Regions from separate parts of the Rattus norvegicus genome. Here region 2 is linked to region 1. Evidence: chromatin contacts called from public HiChIP or PLAC-seq data. All regions are on one chromosome and are shown on one strand. The core of a region is the stretch at or near the end of the contact, and the rest is flanking DNA. Distances in the headings are between cores, read along the strand shown.

Region 1 (5,599 bases), core at 1,041-3,540:
GAAGGTTAGAGTCCTTTCAGTTTGTACACTCATTAGCTTCCCTGCCCCCCCATCCCCTGACACAGGGACAAGAACTCACTCATATGCAGGGCATTGTATATACATATATATACAAGCTGTTTGGGTTTTTTTTTTACTTCCTCTTTAAAGGCGATTAAGTTGAAAATAGAAAATGCAATTATCTCATAATTTTTCCTGCCTGGACACCCTTTCTGATAAATAATCCAGAGAAAATTAAGAAATAAATACATTTACTTTATATACATGTATTTCTATATTCCTGTGTGATGTACATACTATATGTCTATTTTATTTTTTAACTAACACATTTCTTAAGTTGGACCTACACGGATAAGCATGGAGTGCGGATGAACGGCATCAAATATAGGAGATGGCCCTGTTTCCAAATGTGGGTCTACAAAGAGCCAAATCACACCTTTTTTTTTTCTTTTTCTTTTATGTTTTCGGAGCTGAGGACCGAACCCAGGGCCTTGCGCCTGCTAGGCAAGCGCTCTACCACTGAGCTAAATCCCCAACCCCACACTTTAATGAGTTGATGCATTAACCTACCTCATCTAGCATTCTGGTTTCTCCAAAAAGAGGTTCTGATTGGTCTGTTGACCACCATCCAACATAGAGCATCTCTTTCCCTGACTTAGTCGACCTCTGACCAGGCACACTTAGCTTCAAGCGTCAGAGATGGCAGAATCCCTGGAATCCAGGGGACCACATCAGCCTCTATGGGAAAGACATCCTTGAGAACGCCATTCGAGGATGCACAGTTTCATCTCTTCTTTCTAACACATGCTCTCATGGAGTTGCAAGAGGGGACAGGTGCAGTAAGGGAGAGGAATGGTAGAGAAATTGAGAAGAATGAAGTTTACCAAGCAAACTTGAGACTGTTCTGTGATCTAGTGTACCAGTGAGGGGGATGGACCTTGAGTTCCCCCCAAATATTTTTCTTTGTATGAATTCTAAATAGCGAAGACTCCTTTTTTTTTCAAAATGCAATAGCAGAAGCTTCAGAGGAGTACGTTTTCATTTTTGAAACATTCATCAATTCTGTAGCCGAAGTGAGAGCTCATTACAAGGACTCCCTCTTTGTTCGGTCACTGTGAACTAGATGTGCAGTTTCTTTCCCTGGGGAAGGCAGGTCTAAGAGCTCAGGATCCCTCAGGCTCTCTTTGTATGCAGCTCATCCGCTGGGCACCTGCAGGGCACAGGCACATTCCTGCATTTTGTGGATTCGAAATCAGCAGGAGGAGCCTTGTGGTGGCGAAGTGAAGAGTTGAGCCAGGGTAACTATAATTCTGGAGCTCTAAGTGTAAACATTTTTATGAAACATGGAGGATCCAGGACTTTCCCTTAAAGTTTGCCATGTTAAACGATTAATTTGTTATTCCCATTTTTGTGTTGTAATTTTTTTTACTTTTGAAACTTATTTTTCCTGATCTGTAAAATTTCCAAGACTGGAAGAAGTTGGCAATTCAGGTTTCTTTCTCAGTGTTATTATTATCTGTTATATTTCACTTTCAACAGCTGCATGCTACAGAGAAAGAGAGATCACAAAGTTGATCCTCTACAAACACCCAGTGCTTGCATATTCAACTATGCGTTCTATTTTAAGTATTTGGGAACACAACGGATACAGTGAACACTGTCTTACTATATTCTTTAATATCCCTTCATCCAAATAGTCCAACTTTTAACTATTTATATGTTCTAGAATAATGAGCTTGTTTGCAAGGTTTGCTAGTATGAATATCCTCTATCAAATATTTCACTGTGCAAATTTTATTCTTACCTTCTGACTGAATCTTAATGTAATTTTATGATACTGCTTATAGGCAATAAACAGAGACCAAAAGGAGGGCTATAGCCACAACAGTGGCTACACATAACAAGATTATATGAATCATTAGTGCAATGCACTCTAACTCACTCAGTAATTATCCATAAATGGAATGTGTATAATTTAGATGACCTACCTACAGAATCCTAGGGAGGAAAAAAGATCAAGAGAACTCATGATGTGCTGGCTTTACAAGCCTTAAGAACTTCCCTTTTTATAAACACATCTATTATTTATGTGCAGTATTCTTGAACATTTCTATCCATCATGTTATGCAGAAGCTTTGCAGAGTGAAATCCTCCCAGGCAGCTTCTAGTCATCTGGGGCATCCTAAGCTGCTATATTTATTCATGTTTCAATGAACATGCTAAATAAGAAGCTGGCCGGATGACGCAAGAGCCATGGATACTGAGCTCCCTTCTTAAGCTTACAGTCAGGCAGTAGTTCTCTAGCTAGGATTTTTTCCTGTGCAGAATATAAGGTGAGTAGGAGTCACTCCCATACCGGGAAGTCAGCCAGGCCCTAAAACCACAATGTGATATACTTGGGAGAAAATTTATCCTGTCAGGGGGAAGACAAAGTGGCAGTCAAAATTCAACTCCAGTCCTGGTCTTCCTGACTCGATGGTTGCATGGACCTCTGCTGCTCAGGGCTTCAGTGCACTGTAGAATAAAGAAGTAAGACAACTAGAGTCCTTGCTCTCTCTGCTGGAGACATACAGCCTAGAGAAGGAGGCAGTGCTCAGAAAATAAACAATTGGATAAAACTATTATATAAGAAAACAGAGTAAGAATCAGGCTTCTTACTGATTGTGAACTTGCTGATTACCAGCATATTATTGTTAAAAGGATGTCTCCTCCCACAAAGACTTAGACTCTTTGAAGTTACACAAGCACACACAAAATCAATGAAGGCTAGCCAATTTTTTTCTCTAAATAAAACTATATAACTACATATATATATGGACACAAACACAACATATGTTGAAGTTCTGTATACACACAGATGCATACATTTATATACATTCAAATATCTGTATATATACATAAATAGTTTTCTTCTTTGTTTTTTTAATTACATGGATTTATTTGTGAGTGGCGTATATATGGGCAACCATGGCAACCTATCCATGTGCAGGTCATTGGAAAACTTGTGGAAGTTGGTTCTCTCTTCTACTCCATGGATACTGGGACTCAACTAAGGTCATCAAACTTTTCAACAAATGTTTTAACTTGCCATGCTGTTTCCCCAAACCTGGATGGAACGGAGCCCATCTCTCCTTGCCTCTTTTTCATTAGGTTTTTATTGAGCAACTAAGAGCTGGAAATGTAAATTCTTGCCTCAGATCTAAAATCTGTTCTTTGTCCGTTTTCTGGCCTCTGGTAAATTCACTTAACAATACCAAGGAATCCCCAGGTTTTATTTTTCAGTCAGTGATGTAAAGATTAAGAGTAATACGTAAGTACCAAACTAGTATTCCTTGGCTTTGAATGTTTCATCTTAAAAATTGGTGTTTGGATTGCTGAAAATTGTTTAGTGAGTTTTGGCTTGGGGTGGGACAGAATTTCAATTTTTGAATAGCACTAAACAAGTTTCAGTCATCTTTGTGCTTATTTACGTGACACCATATTCCCACCATTGACAAGTGTAAGAAGTTCTAGTTAAACTCTGAAAGATTTCAAAGGTGTTATACATCCTACAATATTCAATCTCCAGCCAAGATTTAATTCCTTCTGCAAAGCAGACCTAACCGATCTCATTAATAAATAAATTTACGTAGAGAGTAAAAAGAACAATACTATCTTATAGGGCTTTTTGTGGACTGTAGGCAGTGGTGTATATAAAAATATTTAACAAAGTTGCTGGCACATTGTTAAGAAATCAATTAATGTTAGTATTACAATTAGTAATTAAATTACCTTAGTAAAATAGCCATCTACAGACATTGAACCCATTATCATCACCCTCCCTCTGGGATCATGTAATTATTAGAGACAATTTGCTGGATTCTGTTAAGGAGTATAAAGTCATCTGCGTGTAGATGGGGGTTATTTTCTGCAGCTGCCTATGCACTGTTAAATATGTCAGGTGTCCCAACCAACTGCCTCCTGTGGCCTAAATGGAATTTCCTCTCTGTGTGCCCTATCCCAACCACTGTAAATATTACATCACCCCCAGTTAACTTCAACATACGGAGATGGTTATTGCCCACGCAACTGTTTTAAAATTGAGGACCAAGAGGCACCTCAAGTGCACAGGCAGACATCGCCTCTGCAGGACACTTCAAGGGCAATGAACAGCCGCTCTGCACAGGGTATCTCACTCCTTGGAGAAATTAGGGAAATCCCCGGCCCCACCCACTCATACCATTTTCAAGGCTGTGGTGTCTCAAGCACCACGTTGCTGACAACTATACCCATGGCAGGGAATTTGAGGACCTTTTTCTTTGGACTCAGCTGACATCCAAATGGCCATTTTTTTCAGCTAAAGGAAACTTCTATTAGCTATGGAAGAACGTTAATCCCTTAGATGGTATGCTTTTAACTAGTTTCTGATCAAATATAGACGTGAGAGTCCTAGAACTGCTAATATGGACACTACAAGATAAGAGAAATGTCTCTGTATATTTGAATCCACTATTATGAGCCAGTCACCAAGAAGGAAATATTTCAAAATGGTCTGTGTCCTTGTAGCTTACCCCACCTCAGTCCATCTGTAAATGTAGGGCTTAAATAACCACTTCATTTCAGGGGCAGACAGAAGGTCAAAGGTTAAATTGAGATAGGTAATTTCTAGCAGTGTCTAAGACCTTAAGTTCTGGAATAGAGAAGATCTCGGTTCCTTTGCGCCCAGCTCTAACTCACTATAACATATGCTTGAGACACTCAGCTTATCCAGAGAAAGGTTACAGACTGGGTAGTGGCTTCTTGGGAAAGAGCTCTTGCTCTGCAAACATCAGAACCTGAGTTCAAACCCCCAAAACCCCACATTAAAAGCCAGGCATAGATTCCCATGCCTCTAACTCAAACTTTATATACATGTAGCAGTGTGAGGACATGGGTATTCCAAGGGCACATTGATGAGCTACCCTAGCTCAGAGTGAGCTCCCAGCGTGCTCTAGTTTGTCTTGGGGTAAATAGAATGGTGACCCATAGAAGATAATACCCAGGGACTGCTCTGGCTTACCCATGCTCCCAATGTGCACATACTCATACACTTAGATCCATGTATCAGCGGGGAATAGGGAGAAGGAAAAGGAGGAGGAGAAACGATAGAAAAGAAAATAGAAGAGAAGAAAGGAGAAGAAGTTTTCATTTACAGTATTAAAGATTCCAGCATATGCCTGGATAACCCAGTACTTTGCACCTATAGCTGTGTAGCACCTCGTTAAAAGAATACATGAGTGAGAATTGCTCATATCCTGACCGGTGAGCAAAGGGAGATAAGAAAGTTCCCAGATCCCACAATATCTTCCATATTCACACTTGTAATGACCCAAAGACATCCTTCTATGTCCCACTTCTTATTGAAGCCATGCTCCCCTTCCAACAGTATTACTCTGAGAATCAAACCTTGAACATCTGGTCCTCTAGGAGAAATCCAGAAGTCAAATAGTCCTTTCCTCGCTTGGGTTGCTTTAAAGCTAATTGGCCTTGGGAAAATGATTACATTTATTTAAGCAAGAGCTTTCTAGATTAACAAAGCAGGTGACGATGACAGTTATAATTACACATAGGTTCTTCTGGG
Region 2 (5,599 bases), core at 2,178-4,677, 270 kb before region 1:
ATCTTTAACATTTTGCTCTTAAAAATGTTCTGCTGTATACATTTTAAAATTTCATATTGAAGAATCTATATGTTCTTGTGATTTAACAATAAACATATTTAATCTTACATTTCATCCTTATGAAACACAAAGTTACAAAATTGTTATCCAATCAATTTATTTACCAATGTTTTCCTGGGAACACAGTAATGTTTCATATACTTTCCTATTCTCCAAAAGGCTTTGATTATGTTTTGAATCTCCTTTTGGCTTGGAAATACGTACACATGTAATTGGGCCATGAGGTTTTCTCAGTGACAATACTATTTTAAAACAGGAACACCCTTACAGAAGGGGATGGAGATGGGATAGGGAGCTTATGTCCGGAAAACTGGGAAAGGGAATAATATTTGAAATGTAAACTTAAAAAATCCTATAAAAAACATTAAAAAGGTTTTTTCCTTCATTCCATTCTTTTTAAGGAAGTTGAGGAAGGCAAATCTTTTTTTTTTCTCTTTTCTTTTTTTCAGAGCTGGGGACCGAACCCAGGGACTTGCGCTTGCTAGGCAAGCGCGCTACCACTGAGCTAAATCCCCAACCCGGAGGAAGTCAAATCTTATGCAGTATTTTTATTGGGCTATTATCTCTCCTGTGGACTAAACTTGATCAAAGCTCTGGTTATTAATGCAGGGAAGAGACATGGCCAAGACTCTGAAGCAGTTGTTTCCTTAGTACGTCCTACTGAGAAAGTAGTCTCTTGTCCTGCTACTGGTGGGTTTTCTGTAGTTACCACAACAATGTGTTGAGAAAAAAACACTGAAAGGACTGAAGAACCTAGTAAAGCAATGAGTAAAGCCAAGTCCCATGCCTTGGCTGCAAGCAGAAACAAACTGCAGAGTCACGTCAGTGAGCTCCACCGATGGTTCATCTTCAAAGCAATCCCTCTGGGCGATAGCCTTAGAATTTAATTCATCATCCCACACTTTCCCCCCTGAAATGCTCATCCGGCTGTGACTGCCTTGTAAGGACTCACTTTTGATCCATCTTTTGGTGTGCTCTATTTTTCCTCAGGTGAATTGATTGCATGAGCCTTGTTTCAGTTTAGTGCCTTTCCACCCTCAAATGGTAACATCCATTTTTATTTTACATCCCTACATTGAATTCTGCATTCGGTGATAATGACAGATATGGTACTGCCAAGATACATCAGAATCATATTCATCTTCCTCTTGGAGATCTTATTGTATTATTTAGCATTATGAGGCCTTTCAGGTTTCGCTGCTTTGAACATCTTTGGGACCTAAAGTCCTAGCGAGCCTATTTCCAATCTGATATGACACAGCTGATAGCTTTTGAACTGCATCATGTTAAGGGCACTTGTAAGCCATTTATACCAAATTCCACTAAGAACAGAGCCGATACCAGACAGGCTCATTTTCTCAAAAGGGTTTTTCCAGTCCTGAGCTATTCCCATCAGATTTTCAATGACTCCTTTAGGTCAAGCTTGTAGCAATGTCTTTGTGTGTGTGTGTGTGTGTGTGTGTGTGTGTGTGAGAGAGAGAGAGAGAGAGAGAGAGAGAGAGAGAGAGAGAGAGAGAGAGAGAGAGAGAGGCCAGCAACTAATTTGTTGCTCAGATCTTTGGCTGGCACAATGGAAGCCTGCTTCCACTTTGAGAAATACTATGCCTTTCTTTAGATGACTTGACTCACTAGCATATTCTCTGATGTTTTTATATATATTTATATTTGTCAAAAACCATTTTGTAAAATTCAGCAAGCCAGGTCAGACATTGCATTTTAATTCATTACTTTTTTATATAACTTATTTTGTTTTAAGGTTTTCTTAATTTTCATGTATGTGAGTACACTGTCACTGTCTTCAGACACACCATATGAGGGCATCGGATCCCATTACAGGTGGTTGTGAGCCACCATGTGGTTGCTGGGAAGTGAACTCTGGACTCCTGAAAGACCAGCCAATGCTCTTCACCACTGAGCCATCTCTCCAGCGCTATACAACTTACTTTAATAATAAAGGAAATACACTCTTTGACTGTTCTCCCTCAAACACAGCAACAGCACAACTCTTCTCTACAACACTCAGACAGCATTTTTATTCACATTTCAAATCCCATAGAATCTTCTGTGACAGAGGGACTGCTCGAAACATCAGGAAACTCGGTGATGATGAAGAGTGATTCATACTTGAACACGTGTCTTCAACATTGCTTTCAATGTCTGCCATATTGGAGACTTCAACTTGCTTCACTCCTTTGATAGGAATGAATAATCAAAATCCATGCAACTAATATCTACGATCAGATAGGTGGAAAACATTTTGGGGGACTTACTATATAGACAAACCTGGCCTCAAAGCTCAGAGGTCTGCCTGTCTCGGCTTCCTATGTACTGGGATTAAAGGTGTGTACCACCTCGGTTGGCTTGAGATTTTATGCATACAAGATTCTGAGTCTAACCCAACCCTCTCCTTCCCCTCAATGTTTTCCAATTAAGGGTGGTGCTACCATTTGCTCTATTTTTCTAAGTCAAAACATTGGAGCCACTTACAAATTCTCTCACATTTTGCATCCAACTATTAACAAGTCTTGTTAAACATATTGTTTAAAATATATCCAACATAGTACCATGCTTTTAATTCTCAACTCAAATCCAAGTTGCATTAGTTCTTTCCTTGGTGTTTGAAATAGTCACCAGACTGGTTCTCTACATTGAATTTTGCTACCTTCAATTCAGAAACTAGAAAGATGATTACAAAATACCACTTGGGCATCCGTCCTTTACTCCAGGCCAGGCAATGACTTGCTCTCTTACTTAGGGTAAAAGCTGAAGACTTGATAAAAGCTTTTAAGACTCTAAGTATCTCTCCATGGCAAGCTCTTCTCCTGTTTTTATTCTTGTACCCACTCTGATGAGCAACACACATGCATACCCTGGATAAAACAAGTTTGTTCCCTGGTCTGATTTTCACAGAGAGCTAGCTCTAAGCTTTAAACTTGCACAATTTGGGGAGCCCATTTAAGATAAGAGAGTACAAAAAATAGATTTAAAAAGTGATTGTGATAGGGAAGCAAAATATAGCACATTTGTGAACTGAATCAAACTAAGAGACATTATGATACACTATCATAGGAAAACTCTGCTGCTAGGATCCAGCGTGTTGGATAAGAGCAGTGCACTTGGATTTCTGGGCTGGGAAGCCAGCTGTGGCTTAAACAAGAAAGAACTGCAAATCACATAAAGCTATGCCACAAATCTCAAACCAAATGATCCTCCAATTGTCCTAAGTAGGTCAGTGATCACTCCGGTACAACCTGGCAGGATGGAGAGAAGGACGAGGGAGATGTGCGTAGAAATGGCAAGGGCCAGAAGTGAGTTAGTATTGAGATGCCCCACTGTGCACGACTGTCAACAAATAAATCAAAGGCAACGATCTGAAAGGAAGCGTGGGGTCACTCCAGAGCCGCCATTCCAGAGCCTGGGTGGGATTTGTTGTCTCTTCTGAGTGTAGCCTGTCTTACTTTTTTAATAAAAACTGACATAGGTACCCTATCATCCTCATTTCCTTTCTCCATTTTCCTTCCCAGCATTTATCAACTTAGTATTTCATTACTCACCTACTTACTTCTGTAGTGTTTCTTTCTTTGTAGAATGTCAATACCAATACCAAGAGGGGGCATGATTTTGTATGCTGATGCATTGTGAGGCTCAAACACTTTCGATAGGTAGTGGGGCCTCAATAAATACATACTGAAGGAGTGGAGGGGTAGATTACATCCACAAATGTTCTTGAAAGCCAATGAGATTAAAGTGTTTTAAAATGGTACGAGGACAGGAAGATCTCATTGTTATAAAGACATTAGTGATTCAGTTTTGGCATCTCTGAAAGCCTGCTTCCTTACAGAAGGGGTATTTAATTGGAAACTACAGAGGAAGGACTTTGGCAGACCAAGGAGAGATTTGGCTGGGTTTTAATTATGAATTTGTTAAAATTGGCTTGTACTTTGTGTAGTGGCTTGAATGCCGTTCCCATGGTTTTACCTCACCACTGGGAAAAAGCTGGTGACATTTTAAATGGCAGTAGATGTTGGAAAGACAAATGGCATACCACACATCAATGGCACCATGCTGCCTCAAACCAATAACAACCCTATTTAATAAAAATAATGTTTCACTTCTCACATAAAAAAGTTTCTTCTCTAGAATCTAAATGTGCATTGTTGATTTGGTCCAGACATGTGATCTTTCCCCCCTTTAGCCTAAGTTGGAAAACTGCCTCCTTGTTGAAGCTGTGCAATTTTTCAGTTCCCCCTGGACAGCTCGGCAGCTCATCGCTCACAGTGATGGCTCCATTCACAAAATGGCATCATAAAAAAACATGAGGGGAGATAAAGAACCCATTGTGAAAAGAACCTTAAGACAAGCAAAAACCCATTGGATCCTTTACATTATAGTCCCAATGAGCAGTGAATGGAAATGTCTTAAAATTATCCTGTTTTAAATTCCCCCTGACATGTGAACTCCAAATTGCTGGCTGCAGTGTAAAGCCTGATGGTCTTCGAATTAGCTAAGCCCTTTAAATATCCTCAGGAAAATGAATGGCTGATCATTTCCCTTCATGCCCATGGGCTAAATAATGAAGGAGGAAAGGATGGGCCCTATCCTAAATCGTCATCCAATGGAACCTTGATATACTTAGAATAGCAGAAAAATAGGGAAAGTGATATTCACCTTACCTAAAGCTGACCTCGACATAGCAGAACTTTACACTGTAGTTATCACACCTATGTGTTTAGTTGTGTGTCAGTGCAGTGTGTGGGTTTATGTTAGGTGACTGAGACATGAACCTCATCAAAATACCTTCTCCTTTGAATTAAATTAAGTAATGCGTGCACTCTGAGACATATGGAGACAAATGAATTGCTTAAGTGTGCAGAGTATAGAAGCCTCAAAGCTAGAAATGTGAACCAGTTAAGAACTGGGAAAGAAGCCAAGTCTAGCTCTCTTCAAAAAGGGATGACTTCTCCAAGTTTTCCTTTTTGTGACTCTGGGCACACACTCCAATTGTTTCTCTAATCTTTGCCTTATATCCTTCAGTCTTCATTTCTGTGGTTCTCAGAGGATCTCCGCACATGGAATTGATTTAGACCACATTGGTACGGGAAACCTGACGTGAAGGAGAAGTGTACACACACACTTCCTCTGTTTCCTCTTGATGGTTCAACATGGCTGCTTCCTCTGCTCTTACCTGTCTTGCTAGCATCAGTCTGTAATTGTCTTCAAATTCTTTTCTCCTTGCATAATATCTATAATATATATTGTCCCATCAAATCTCTCCATATTACCTTTTCTCCTCTGTGAAGATAAATTGTTTTCTAATGATTACTTCCATACATACATACTGTTCATCCTTGAATGAAGCCCCCAACACAGTCTGTCATTTTTCATTAATATGTGTGTTTGTTACAAATTCTCATATTTTGCATCACCTTAGTAAATGGGGGATACTCCTCAGTGAGTATTTTGCATTTTCCTCGGCTGGGCCCTTGTCTCTTTCCCAGGATGCAGTTTCATCTTCCCTGAGGGACCACAACTCCGCCAT

Evidence for each region. HiChIP or PLAC-seq counts read pairs in DNA pulled down with a chosen protein or histone mark.
Region 2: an H3K27ac HiChIP or PLAC-seq map of oligodendrocytes shows a contact between it and region 1, with 5 times the contacts expected there. The contact joins two enhancer-like sites. A contact is called at or near these places in 1 of 12 Hi-C or Micro-C datasets (frontal cortex) and 1 of 1 datasets of contacts at active chromatin or transcription factors (oligodendrocytes).

The regions. Positions count from the first base shown.
Region 1 is chr14:36,599,517-36,605,115 of GRCr8, reverse strand. The region is part of intron 4 of Gabrb1 (gamma-aminobutyric acid type A receptor subunit beta1); the gene reads left to right. Among named protein-coding and RNA genes, the nearest start is that of Commd8, 200 kb to the right of the region's middle. Within about 2 kb of position 2,290, at least 29 of the 93 cell types and tissues checked have an H3K27ac peak or open chromatin away from gene starts, as enhancers often do.
Region 2 is chr14:36,871,164-36,876,762 of GRCr8, reverse strand. All of the region lies in intron 3 of Gabrb1 (gamma-aminobutyric acid type A receptor subunit beta1), which reads left to right. Among named protein-coding and RNA genes, the nearest start is that of Gabrb1, 29 kb to the left of the region's middle. Within about 2 kb of position 3,427, at least 32 of the 93 cell types and tissues checked have an H3K27ac peak or open chromatin away from gene starts, as enhancers often do.